Linked DNA regions of Columba livia: region 1 is linked to region 2. A link is a contact called in public Hi-C data. All regions are on one chromosome and are shown on one strand. Each heading gives the region's core, a stretch centred on a gene start, on an enhancer-like site or on the middle of the called end of the contact. The rest is flanking DNA. Distances are from core to core; before and after follow the strand shown. Region 1 holds the start of EVX2 (even-skipped homeobox 2). Region 2 has its middle 69 kb from the start of ATP5MC3.

Evidence for each region. A called contact is a pair of places that touch in the nucleus more often than the background predicts.
Region 1: a contact with region 2 is called in a Hi-C map of crop, with 4 times the contacts expected there. The contact joins the promoter of EVX2 here to the enhancer-like site in region 2. A contact is called at or near these places in 2 of 2 Hi-C or Micro-C datasets (crop and liver).

Annotation. Positions count from the first base shown.
Region 1 is chr7:23,531,690-23,538,323 of bColLiv1.pat.W.v2, reverse strand. EVX2 (even-skipped homeobox 2) reads left to right here and starts at 2,521. Exons shown (of 3, transcript XM_065068850.1): 1 at 2,521-5,551. The coding sequence starts at 5,128.
Region 2 is chr7:23,244,988-23,252,381 of bColLiv1.pat.W.v2, reverse strand. No RefSeq gene overlaps it. Among named protein-coding and RNA genes, the nearest start is that of ATP5MC3, 69 kb to the right of the region's middle. Within about 2 kb of position 3,066, at least 2 of the 3 cell types and tissues checked have an H3K27ac peak away from gene starts, as active enhancers do.

The DNA of each region.
Region 1 (6,634 bases), core at 1,272-3,771, 290 kb before region 2:
TGTAGAGGGTGTAGAAAACAGCACTGCCTTGCGCGGCAGGATATTATGCACGCGAATAAAAATAATGAGCTCATGAGCCAAGGTCGGATCGCTTTGAGCATCCACCCAGTTTACAAGTGGCAGGACGCGTCCCACGCCCCGAAACCCGGGGGCAGTGCTGCGGCCCTGTCCCCGCACATCCGCTATCCGGGGAGGACAGTCCCGATGGAGACTTCGCTCCGCGGCAGGCAGGGCGACGTACCGACCTTGCCGGGCTTCTGCCTGCAGGACAGTCCTCGCCTTCCCCCAGCGCTGGCTCTGCAGATGCCCAGCGCCTCGCGGAGACGCACCGCATTTTCCATTGACACACTGGACGGGAATCTGCACAGATAGCATCGCTGCAGAAAGTGTTTGTGTTCAGCCCCTGAAAAAACAGGTGTTTTTTTTTTTTTTCTTCCCTGAAATTATCTCATTTCCTCAAATACATGTGCAGTAATTTAACACAGTTAAGACTCCATAAGCTTTTAGTACAGGCTCTTAGTATTTGCTGTCTGCCCTCTGCCTGGTCTCTCCCAGGAAAAATAATCCAGTTTTTCCATCACCTACCTCGCCAGAATTTGCCGATGGTAACAATATTTTTACGATGTCTCTTCTCTTGCTAGTGTTTGCTCCAGAAAACAAAAGCAAACACGAACACATATTTCCCAAACACCTTTCCCAGAGCAAACGAAGTATGCAAATGAAGAGAAAAGCAATCCATTTACATTTATCAAAAAACTTTTCCCCATGCCCACTGCGTTCCATTGTTACTTTCTAACCTGTGTGGACTTTTAATAGTATAACAGAAGAGAGGAGCTTTCGTTATCTACCACGCCTTAAAAAAAAACAAAAAAATAAAATAAAAAGCCAGTTACAGTACTGAAAAGATTTAGCACCAAAGCAGGGAAAATAGTTGTGGGTTTTGTGTTTGTTTTTGTTTGTTTGTTTGTTTGTTTTTCCTCCAGATATATGTCATAGCTTGTTGTGTGTTTATTCATGTCAACTTTAAAAACCGATTTCGAGTGGGAGAAAGTTTTCTCCCGACACCCTGCACAGCCTTTCAGCACATGCGGGAGTTGAACTTGAGCTCTCGGGTCACGGGCTGGTGCTGGCCGGCCCCTGACTCCCTGACTCCCCTGACTCTGCTCTGAAGCAGCGCGGGGACCTCGGGGACGCTGACCTGGGATGAGCTCGCCGACCTGCCTCAGCTGCCGGCTGAAACGAAACGTCGGCCGAACAGCTTCGCGGCCGGAGTAACGCTTTCTCGTTTAAATTAAAACCGGTTTGCGTGCAAAAGCAGCCCCAGAAGACATCGTGTAATCATTAACATTGCAAAGCGAGCGCCCGCGGGATCTCAGCCTGTATAGCGGGGGGAGGGACGATGCTGCAGGGCCCGCGTGACTCGGGAACATGCTGGCTCCGTTTCCTTCACCTCTCTCGGGTGACAGTTCGCAGAGAATCAGGCCTGAAAGGAGAATTGAACGTCCCGAGTTTGGCTCTTTACATGCATGTAGGCATGAGGCGGAGAGTCGCGGCTGAGCGGGGGTACGGTGGGTGCGCTGCCAGGGCGCGGAGTTGCGCTGTCGGTGTCCTCGGGAGGGCAGCGCCCGCGGCTCCTTCGCGCATTGCCACCAATGCACCGCCAGGTGGCGCCGCCTTGCACGCCGCCAGTGCTGCCGCGGGCGCTGAGCGCACTCCTCGGCCCTGAGCGGAGTCCCTCGGGGCAGCCCCCACTCCCGCGGCGCTCGCTTGGACACAACCCCCCTCAGCCCCACACACCCGCGACCAGAGCAACACCAGGTGCTCAGACCCCGCGAGGGGCGACCCGGAGAACTTGCGCTGCCGCCGATGGCCCGCCTGCGCTGCTCGCCGCCACGGGCCCCTGTTGGCAGCCTGCCCCTCCGAGGAGGAGGAAGCAGATATTCCTGTTCGTCTTCCCAAGCACGCTCTGAGCGGTGAAAAGCTGGCCGAGATGTTGTTTGGCTGATTTAACACGAACTTCATTTCAATTAAGTTGTGTGACCTGTTTTTCCTGGCTCCGGTTTAATAAACGAGCACTGAAATATTCTTTGATGCCTTGAGCAATAACTTTCAAGGTAAAAATGAAAAGAAGTTTGGCCACAGGCCTAAGCAGCTATTTAAACTTACAAGAACAACTGAGTAAACAGCGTCTAACAAAACCTTCCATATTTTAGCGGTCTCTGTGACTTCCTCCCCCTTTGCTCACTAATGTCACTGTAATGCCGGAGGTTCTTTAGATTGAGCTGTGGGTTTTGAACTATAAACATATGCCAAAAGGTTTTTAGTCTGTGCTGTTGCTTTTGGGAAAACAAAACAAGATAAAAAGATAAACATCGGTGCAGTAAATGCATCTAGTTGGCTGGGAATATAAATATCAGATGACTAGTTTATTAGTGAGTTGACGGTTGGGGGTGTGCTGATAAACTGCATGGTGGGGAACGGGCTTGCTACCGCACATCTATTTAGAGGAAGATTATTAGCGTATTTTACTACATGTTATTTCCCTTGCTTTATTTTAAGTCACATTGTACGTAACCTAAGGTATCAGTATTATTTAAAAGGTGCAAAATATAAAATAACACTAATAAAGATGTAACTTGTAACATGTAACTTGTTTCTCTCACATCGAGGCTTTTCATAGTCTTTTTCCACCGCTCTGAACAACATAAAAAGCGTCCCATCTCTCTTAGTAGTGCAGTAACAGTTCTGGAGTCTAAAGATGTGCCGGCTTTGGTTGTGCGCACACACGAGTGCCTCGGAGATCTGCTATCGCGGCTGCGGTTTTCCGAAGAGCAGGGGGAAAGTTGCTCGCCCTGTTACAGCCTTTAAGAAAACAGACGAGGGCGCCAAACGACAGCAATAAACCAGCCGCAGGCTTCCGCTCCGCCTCCCGCCCCGCCGGAGCAGCCGGCTGCTACGGCAGGCGAAGCGGGGGCTTCGGGACCCCGGCACGGCTGGGTGTCCCGGGCCCGCCGGGCGGTGCGGTGCCTGCTGCCGCCCGCGGGGAGCCCGCTCGGCCACGCTCAGCAAGGTCTGAGCTGGGGTGTAACAGCGGGACACCCTCCGCCCCGCCGGGAGGGCAGTGCAAAGCCCCCCGCCCGGCCCGGCCGGGGGGAACCCAGGGGAAATCGTGTACCGGTTCTCCCCGCCGCCCCGCGGCTTGTATCCCACTCCACTCCCTCGCCGTCGTCCCGCTCCACTGCCGCGCCCGCGAGGAGGAAAAGTTGATATTTACTTTTGTCTGTTTTGGGGGCTGTAATACGCAGGACACCACACTGCAGTCGAAATTCATATTTCAAAGGGCTAACATAAAACTCTCATTAATTGAGGGGTGGATTCTGCAAACAACGCTTAGAATGTTTTCTAAATATTCGCTGGAATGTTTAGGGAGACTTTAACACTTTTTTTTTTTTTTTTTAATCTATCATATGTGTCATTTTCGAGCTATGAGTAGTGCGCTAGAGCATAACTTAAGAGATGTATGTAAATAACTTTAGCGGGAACATCTCTTCTCGGAAAAAAAAAAAAAAATCAAACCCGCGTTTAATCACAGGAAACATTAGGTTGTTTCTCCGGGCGATGAAATTCAGATTCCCAGGGTCTAAATACTAGATGATGTGAGTGAAAAAAATCATGGCGAGCATAAAGGTTGGGCACTTCAGAGATGCTAAGGAGAGATGCAAAGGATTTATCTTCGTTTAAATGGTTGCTATCAGCGTCATTATTACTAACAAAGTTATCACTGAAGGGAGACTTCCTGACCGCCACGTCTGCCGAGCGCCGCAGACCGTGTCCACTGCAAGGAGCGGAGGGATGAGATCCCTGAGCCACAGGTAACTTCGGAGAGAGGGTGCTAAAGGTGAAGTCTCTGCTAGCTAGAAGCCTGTGGGCGATGAACCCCCCTCATTTATATTCTTAATTTCTAAATGCGTAGAGTTTATTGGCCGTGGGGAGGGAGGAAGCAGAGGGCTGGAAAGAAACTTGCCGGGAGGATGAAATCGCACGGCCGCGGAGTGTTCTAAATCACAAATATATTTAATGTTCTTCGATTATTTCTCCCCCGTCATCAGCCAGTGTTGTCCCAGAGGGAAGAAGCGGGCTATCTTCTTCGATAAGCAGGATTATAGAAAGTAAAAAGGAGATCACATTTATGGACACAACGAATAAAAATATATTAGAATTATAATATATTACATTATAATAAATATTTTAATTTCCCGGCAACTGCTGTAAGTGTACTCGAATTGGTGCGTGCCGGCAGTACCGGTCTTTTAAAGTCTGGATATAATGTTTGCGCGTGTGAGGGGGTGCGTGGGGGTGTCAGTGTAAATTCCTAAATAAAAGTACTAATGTGACCTAGAAATTGCAAGAAAAAAGTAAAGAGAAATCAATGGCAGGATGTTCTCTGTCCTCTGGTTGTCTTCCAGCATTTCGTCGCGTTGTGATCTAAAATTCGCCTTAGAAATATTAATAAAGAAAAGCATTATCTAATATTTAGCATGTAGCTCTGTCCGAGGACAAATGAGAAAGAAGCTGCATCATTAGGACCTAAAAGGCAACAAAACAAAAATCAGAGCATAATGATGCACCTAAATGAAGGGGGAAATGTTGCAGAGCTCATTTTATTAATCAGACTGTCAATTCCACCCCAGAGGCCAAACCCCAGAGCAATTCAAGCAAGATCTGATCAAGCTAAGGACAAGAGCTTTACTCCTCACTTCTTGTCTTTCTTTCTTTCCACCTGGATATATTTGTCTGCTCTGAAGCCGCCTTCATTATCCACTGACAGGAGCTTGTATTTATTTGCTTATAAACCTGTTACAATAAATGATTATTCGAACAGCGTCATTCATACCTTAATGACGAGCACCACTTTTTGATGAATGACATTTCGGGCTAGAAAGGATGTATGGGTCATTTTGACCAGTCATTCCCTCGCTTTGGCATCCCACAATTTTTACGCCTCCCTCAAAAAGAGATAATAATATTTAGAGACACTTGCCGGGCTGAATGTGAATTAGCCCCTGCTGCAGCTCATCATTAGTACAGGACCAGCCCTGCAACTTTGACATTTTTTATAAAGCTGAGATGATGGAAAGAATAAGAAAAGAGATGATCCTGATGGAGAGAGGGCTGCACAGCCCTACAGCTGGCAAAAGGCTCTCAAATTTGTCAGACTCAGCTGGAAATGCGGTGCTGGAGGCCCTTGAAAATTCTCCGCACAGTGGTCGCCTCAGCCCGAGACTGACTGCCGCCTCCCTGCACAGCGCTATAGGGGACATCTCCACCAAAGGCAAATTTGAAATAGACACTTTATTCAATCTTCAGCATCCGAGCAGTGAAAGCACCGTCTCCTCCGAAATCCCGCCGTCGGACAGCAGGAAGAAAATCAGCCTTTATTCCGAAGTTGCTCAAGAGGCAGATATGAACAGTGATGTGGAGGTAGGCTGCTCCGCGCTCCGCTCCCCAGCCAGCCTGACTTCCTCGCAGCTGAAGGAAAACAGTAACAAAGGTAACTCTTCCTTTATGATCTCCATCTAAGCCCCGCATTTTGCCAACCGGCTTTAAAAAACAAAGCAAACCTACCGCCACCGCCAAAGTTGCTCTCCTCTGCACCGGCGCTCTTTCTTCTGCGAAGATAGAGCTCCAGGCTGTAAAATATTATTGCAATTACTGCGCTCTCCCGATAGCCGAGACACACTGCCCAGGCAGTTCCTGTGCGGGTGCATGTCTGTGTGCATGCCCAAATCCACTGGTATGTAGATATATATCCAGAATAGATGTGAGTACAGATATCCACCCACCTATGTTTAGGGAAATATTTCTCCTGATTTTTCCTCACGCTCTTGGAGCTCTCGGCGTCTCTCGAGCTGTATGCATGTGTATATACATACACAGATTAAATTAGAGACAGAGAGAGGAGTGCGAGGAAACTACCCATATTTTCCTGTGTGTGTCCTTCTCTGTGTATATGCAACGTGCTGTCTTGTGTCCACCTCAGGGTAACTGAGCATTGTTCACTTTCCCCCTGTTTATAACAGAGGGTTTGAAACAGCCCCGTCTCTTTCCCGCTTTGCGGGGCATAGTGATGGACGATGGTTGTTATTATTGCTGTAATTGGGGAGGGGGAGCCAGGTGAGCGCTGGTTTTCCTAGGGGCCATAGTGCATGCCTTTTTTGTCAAATATGCCAGAGAAGGGAAAGGATCCTCGACGTAACAGTGGAGAAAAGAAAAAACAACAACAAAAAAAAGCAAGCTTTTATGGCGGGTCCCGTTTCGTGTCTCTCAAACGAAAATAAGAACCGCAGTCGATGGGTGAAATGCGAGCGCCGAACGCGGGCTCCTCGCAGCCCTGCGGAGACCCGCCGAGCTCGGGCTCGAGCCCTCGCCGCTCTCCCCGTGGCTCAGCTGGCCTGCAATCACCAAACCAAACCCATTTAACGGAGAATAACGCGTTTATTAAGTGGCTGAAAAAGAAAAAAAAAAGAAAAAGAAAAAAAAAACAAAAAAACCCAAACCATAGCACCCCCAAAAAAAGAACCCCAACCAAACAAAACCCCAAACCAAAAGAAAACACCACGAACCCCTCAAAAAC
Region 2 (7,394 bases), core at 1,817-4,316:
CAAGATCATCATTTGCAAATGTCTTTTGTGGATCAGGAGGACCTTCAGGCCATCAATAACCATGCTTTTTTTCTGTTATTGCCTAGGACTGCCTGGCCTCCATAGCTTCATGCACTGAATAAGAACTTCCCAATATTTAAAGATCTCCTTTGCCTGTTTGGAATCTCTTTGTTTGTTGTATTTTATTTGAAAGATGGTGTTTGACTCTTTTTTTTCTTTTCCTCTTTCCAGACCCTGTTCATATTTTTAATTAATCAAAACCTGCAGACTGCTGTTGTGATTTCTGTATTTCTGCAAGAACCTCCTCTATGATTTCTGCAAGGTCGCACACAGTCCAGCTGAATGGGAACCCAAAGTCTGCTGCCAGTGACTTCGCTGAGATCTCAGAAGGGTGAAGGAAGACAAAAATCAAGATAGATCTTGGCTACATAATGCTGGCTGCTGGAGGAAATACATATGGAGGGCCGGAACTGGAGGTGGCACAAGATGTGAGTCAGGGCAAGTACCTGTATCATAAACTGGTTTGAATTAAAGGATCAAAACCTAAGATAAAATCTAGTATAATAAAATGGGAAACACAGCAAAGGATAGGGCAAAATATATTCCTTGCTGTACCTCAGCTTCAAATTATTATTAAATGTGTACCTCATGTTGAACATGACCCTGACATACACTGGACAGGTACACCACGACTTCTCTCACTGCCTGTGATGGTTCTCCCGATAGGACAGGGCTTGAAAAAAATAGAAGGGCAAGTGGTAGTTTTTTAAATGTATATGTTTGTATTTAAAAAAAATCTGAAAATATACTTCATCACAACCTAATCACTTCAAACCAGTAAACATGGAAGATGTGTGTATATATTCATATCTATGAGTAATAAGAATGTAGTTAATAATTGTGCCTACAGTGCTATACTTAGCCATTACTTCCTTGGCACATCTTAAACCAAAGCAGTTTGCACTGTTCTGACAGCCGACAGGACACAGCAGCAAACATCCCATCACAATATTGGCACTCTTGCTTGCCCTTGCTGAAACCTTGCATGATTGTGCTGTACCAACTGTGTTGTCCAGAAGGCCATCATGAGTTGATCTTGTCATTTTGTGTCCTCTGAACCCTCCCAGGTCACACTGCAGGGAACAGAGTGGCCAAGGGAAGTCAGAGTATTGTGCTCATGATGAATTTGGCCCTTTATAAAAAGAAACTGGTATCCCTCTTTTCCCTCTCTTTCTCTCCAGTAGAAAATTTTCATTTTCAATCCAGTGGCTCATACAAGTCTCCTCATCTTTTTATTTGAAGCTCTCAGTCTCCAAATGAAGAGCAAAAGCTAAATTATACAAAGCAACATAAAAGGGATGCCAGTTATGATTAGGCTAAATTTAATGCACTCTCCTGTATATGTTAATGCTTTATGTACAGCTATGCATGCAGCTTAAAGAGATAGATAGAAAATAGCCTGGGAAGTAGAAGAAAATGAACTTCATAGCAAGAGCTGTGTTTCCCCAAATGGAAAGCATTTAAAGATTGGGAATTGCCTCTTTCTTTCACCCATGTTACCCTCCCAACTCTATCAGCCAACTTTCTGCTAACCCTCCCTCTGCTTTTAGTTATCAACTTGCCTTTTTTTTTTTTAATCCTGTTCGTAGGAAAAGAAAACAAGCAGACAAGAATGAAAAACAGAATTAGATAAATATCTGGCAGCATTTCATGAGAAGCGTATCCTAGAGAGAGCAACAACAATCTAGATAAGGTTCAACTTTTCTTTTTGCTTGCTTTAAGTGTAGTTGTTTGGCAGCTCCACACTTCCCGCGTATGCTTTGCAGTTTATGTATAAATATAAACTTTCTCCCCTGAGTATCACCCCACAAAGAAACAAATAATAATAGAAAAAAGTTTGAGGAAGATATCTGTAAATTATGAAAATTGTACGCATCCACAGTAACGTGTTTTGTAGAAAGATTTTTAAAGCAGCCTTTTTACTCTCACGTATAGGAAATGTAAAATGTGATGGCTGCTTTTTTTCATAACCAGTAACTGTAGAGGTAGGTATGAGGGGATGGGGAGGGACAAACAAACCTAAAGATGACAGATCTGTACAGAATGTTGTTAGTATGCCAGATCTTATTACAGAGCAGTGGGAGGCCTTGTACACTACGTACCAGCTCTATGGGGACCTCCATATTTAAAACAAGATGAAAAAAATGTGATTTGAAAAACCCCTCATGGGCAGCCTTCAAAGGCACAGACAGGTTCTGACTGGATTAACATTTATTGACTGTTTAAGCCTGCTTTTTTGCTTCAGGACAGAGATACATGAGTTTAATTGCGGAGGCTGTTCTGCCAACTGATCACCAGAGTGGCAACCAAAGCTTTACTAATCGGTCCTTCATTAAAGAAAAGTCTCTATTACAAAACAAATTAAGCATGCTCTGATCCTAACCTACAGGTCCAATAGCATTACAGCAAAGTTTAAGCTCTTAGAGCACTGAAAAACTTATTAAGGTTTAGTGCTGAGATAGCACTTTTGTATTGATTTTACAATACACAGGTATTATGATTTATGGAGTGCTAGTGTCACTCTAACAAGCTGAAGGACACACAATATCATCTCCAACATCATTAAAATTCAGAAGCCTCTAGAACTAACTCATCAACCACTGTATATTGTCACAGACTATAGAGCTGTATTCCAGTTGGAAAATGCCCTAAGCTTTCTGGACAGTTGTCTTCCCCAATCATATAATTAAAAATAAAAATGTATTTTAAAAAAAAGAACCAAAACTCTGTGCATTAAAAATTAACTAACTTCAAATATCTTGTTCATATAACAAAATGGCACTAATATTTACTATCATTTATAACATAATGAGTTTTTCTGCCTTCTGTTGCCTGAACGCTAAAGTACCAGTATTATATCTGTTGGAAAGAGCTGGCTAGTCCAAACGGAAAGAGGAAGGCTTTGACACGCTGAGTGAGAAAAGCCATGCACGATTTTACTTCGTTCTGTATCAGGAATGTTAAATTTTACCGAAGTTTGGGTCCTCACCCTGCCTCAGACCAAAGCCATCCCTCCCTCCCAAGCGGCTGCTCTTGCTCCTTTCCTAGGGGGAAAAAAAAAACAACAAAAACAAAACCAAAACGACAAAACCCGGCGCTCCGGCTTTTAAACGCGCAAAAAGCAGCGCCTGATGGCAACACAACAAAGCCGCTGCGAACAGCCGCACGCAGACAGAACCCGCGGCCCCGGCCCCGCGCCCCTCCCCGGCCGCCGCTGCGGCCCCGGCCCCGGCCTCGGCTCGGCCCCATCCCTGCCCGGCCCGCGGTTCTGCGGTGCGCTGGAGACCCCTGTCGGCGGCGGGAGGCAAGGGCGGCGGGGAGCCGGGGCCGCTCTGCCGCGGGCGGGAGCCGGGCTCGGGGCGTGGAGGGAGTCCCAAACATGAGCCACCCCAAAGTACATAGCTGAACATTCAGATTTCTGCTGTTAAAATGTTTCGTATTTGTTTGTTTGTTTGTTCGTTTCGGTTTTTTGTTTTGTGGGTGTTTTGGTTTGGTTTTGGTGGGGTTTTTTTCAGGTGTGTGCCTGCCCTTCCCGTAGTGCGGCAGTCAAGCCTAGGCTCTCGTTGCCCCGTGTTGAACTAGTAATGCCAAGTCAATATTTTTACGACCGGTGAGGGAACATACCGAATAGAGGCACAACTTTGCCTTTCTTCTAGTGATATCTCAGCACAGGAAATCCTCGATCTGGCAGTGTGTAGCCCGGCTCATTGAGAGCATGCAGATTACAATAGTATCCACAGCGTTGGAACAGATCTGGGTTAGCTGAAGGAATTTATCTTGGCAAAATCCTGTTTTATTATCATGCGTGGCATAAGTACTGCCTAATTGTGATTATATAAATAAGAATACTCAAGCCTGCATCCCTTCTGTGTTATTATTTGTGCAGCCCACATGTGGTCATTTACACCAGCACTACCAAATTGCTTAAAAATGGGTGTAGGAATCACTGTACAAACCGCTGGAGTACCAAACCCATTTGTCTTTAATAAGGTGATCTAAGATGCCGGGTATTATATAATAAGCATTTTTTTATTTTGTACAGTGATCGCTGGTAGCTGTTATTTCCTGCCTCAATTCATGAAAAGTGTTATATCATTTTATATATATATGTCTTTGCTATACAAATATAATCAAATATACAAACATGCGTTCTGCTGCCGATCTTTTGTGTGCGCAGCTCCCCATACAAGCTGCGGGAATGTTTCATGTGAAAGGACTTCAAAGTCAGGCGGTTGGGTAGTTAAGCTTATTAGAAAGCAGGCTTTATCTGAGGAGTCCCAAAGTGTCCTAAATTGAAAGAGCCTTGTGGTGTGCCCGTGCTTCTATTTGGCATATAAATATTCATTTTTCTCTCAAATTCTGAGATATCTAAATAGTTTTTATCTTTTAATTGATTTTAAAATGTAATTTAAAGATATAAAATTCTTCCTAAATTACTTTTCTAAATAATGTTAAATTGTAGCTCATATTACTTTTATCTTAAAATTCCTCAGATTTACTTCTTACGCTGATGTAAGTCTTAATTCAGCCAGGAGTGTCTCTTGATGTCAAATTGCACTATTGCACAGAACAGGTACATTCAGTGTAAGCAAGATCAGAATCACTTCATAATATGTGGGTAGCACTTGGAAGTAACTGAATGAAAACCCCCACAAAAGTATAAATTAGCATTTCTGTCTGCTGAGAATGGCAGTTCCCTCCTTTTTTTGGATCTCTTACAAATCTACTAAAAATCCTACAAGACTCAAGTGGTCCTGCAAAATGCTACTCCACTGTACAGCAGAGTAAAATCTAAAAGAATAAATTATTTTAAGTCTTCTTAAAATTACAACAGCATATATATCAAAAGGATTAGATGTTTCCCAAATTGATGTAAATATGTAGTAGTCAATGGCTTATTAGAGTGAAGTTTTTTTATACTTTGTTGCTTGTATCTTTAACAGCATATTATTTCTAGGGAAGGAAGAAAGGGCTTTTCTTTCCAGTATCACCAAAGCTGCCTGATTGCAAAACTGAATCAATCCTAAAATTAAAATTAGGAGGCCGGATCAGCATGAAAGCAATTGTGTTATAAGTCAGCGTTAAGACGTTATTGATAGAAAAGCTAATGCAATACATTTTCCTCTGTCACAGGTTTCTGGCCCAAAGCAATTTGCCAACTAGCTAACCACCTCAGCATAAACACGGGGGAGCCCCCGCTGGGCCCTGGAAATCCCGCTTGTCTGCAAGTGCACAATATACAAGGCAAATCTCCATAAAGCTCTTGCCACAGTTGAATACAAACACTCCTCAGGTCCTGCTGTGACTTGGCACACCCCGCTGGACAGCTGGAAACTGCGAGGAAAGGAGCTGCTGCCAATAACGGGTTACAGGGGATTGTCAGCGCAAAGTTTCCTGGAAACAGGCAGCGACTGACATTATTATTTTGCTGGAGGATATTGATGCGAGATATAAGATATATACAGTGCTGCACGGTTGCATTTGATATATATTTGACAGGGTATACAGTAAAGCATAGTACTTCTCTGGTACGATCTGTGTGCTTGAGCTGAGACTTAAACCCTGAAAAAACAAACAGAATTTGTCCCAACCTTACACTTTCCCTAACATAATTCTGGAAATCAGATATTGCTCTAAATGTCATTTTATTACATGTATCAAAAAGACTGAGCATACTAAGGGTCACGAATGTGTACCTAACACCTTTGCAGCTGCAGTTTACTGTAGATAGATTGCATACAGTCACTCTTTCATTTTTTTCTTGGAACCGCTTGCAATGAAGTGCTACTGGCGATCATTAAAAAAAAATTGCTCTTTTTATGTAGCTTGAATATACAAAATGGTACTTATCTGCATTCCAGTGTAAAGAATGCTTGGAAGACAATTCAATGATGTAAATGAAATGGCTAAATTAGAGATTGGCATACTTGATCATCATTAGTCTAATGTAATATAATTTTTAATGTTAAGAAGCTACATTTTCTAGCCCTGAATAAAAGCCCAGTGTTCTCTATGTGTTATAATAAATTAATGCAATAAAACCAGGTACACTTATCCTGTAAAGAAGCTTATTAACCAGACTGCTAGTGCTGCAAAATTCGGCATACAGTAAACAATACTTTTTTTGTTAGAATAATGACGTACAGTTTATTCTTTTATACTGTGCAGCACTTGGGGACCACATCCATTTACCAAAATAATACCAAATTAGTACTGCAAATATTGAAATCAGACCTTTCAGACTAACCAGTGGCCTAATTTTCTCTTCAACCTGCTCTTAATCTCAATTCATCAATAACACTGCCTTATTACAGGACTTTGACAGCGAGCTAGGGCTTTTGATAAATTATACATCTCAAGCCAGATTTAAAATTTGAAGCTCAAGTGCTAATTATCTGTACAGGCCTAGTTAATAACGAGATTTCTTGTTAAGTATCTGATCACAGCATGGGCATCATTTGTCAAGAACCTCAAGTCTACCTTGGAGACTAGCTCTTCGAATTCTCCCTTGCCTACCATATGTAAAATTGGGATCTTTGTTTCTATAATAACCTTTTATTAGGAAGCTGACATAATGATTAAGTTTGCTGTAGACACATACAACGAGTTAGACAATTACCCTTGCTGCTTTAAACTACTCAGGCTCCTAGCAAGACAAAATAATTAATATTGAATTTTAATTTGATGTGTTCCACATTTAAACCCCAATTTGCAAAGTACACCTGGAAGGCTGCCGCTGTTTCCTTGCAGTTTGTGCTGATGAAATAAAGGCTCCTGCCGTTTGGATGTAAAAGCACAGAAGGCATGATGCACCACAATCACTTCTCAGTGGAGCAAAGAATTTTCAAGCATTAATGGGAAAGGTAATTACCTAGGTCTAACTTTATAGCCTTTTCTCTAATGAAACTATAATCTCCCAGGCCTACATGGTTTAAGCATTTACATGATTTTAACGATTTCACTGCCATAGCAGTTGTCACACGTGGTAGTTTAAAAATTCAGTGCCTTAAAACAAAGATGCTAATTATATTTCTATATTTTTATTATTGAAGTAAAACTGGACTGTGCAAAGTGACAGAACGACAGTAAAAACAACCATGCGCTGCATTGCCTAAGCAGAAGGTCAGGCATATTTTTTTGCAGGAAAAAAGGCGTCTGAGAGCTTTCACAACTGTACCTGTTAACTGTGCTGGGTGGTGTAACTCCCCAGGGCTTTGGCTGTGGGGCAGAGCCATGTGCTCCAAGGATCTTTGATCACTCCAACCTCAGGCAAAACTGCCATCATATCAACATGTGTAGTTGTTCCTTACTAAAATACAAATGTTCTCAACTAT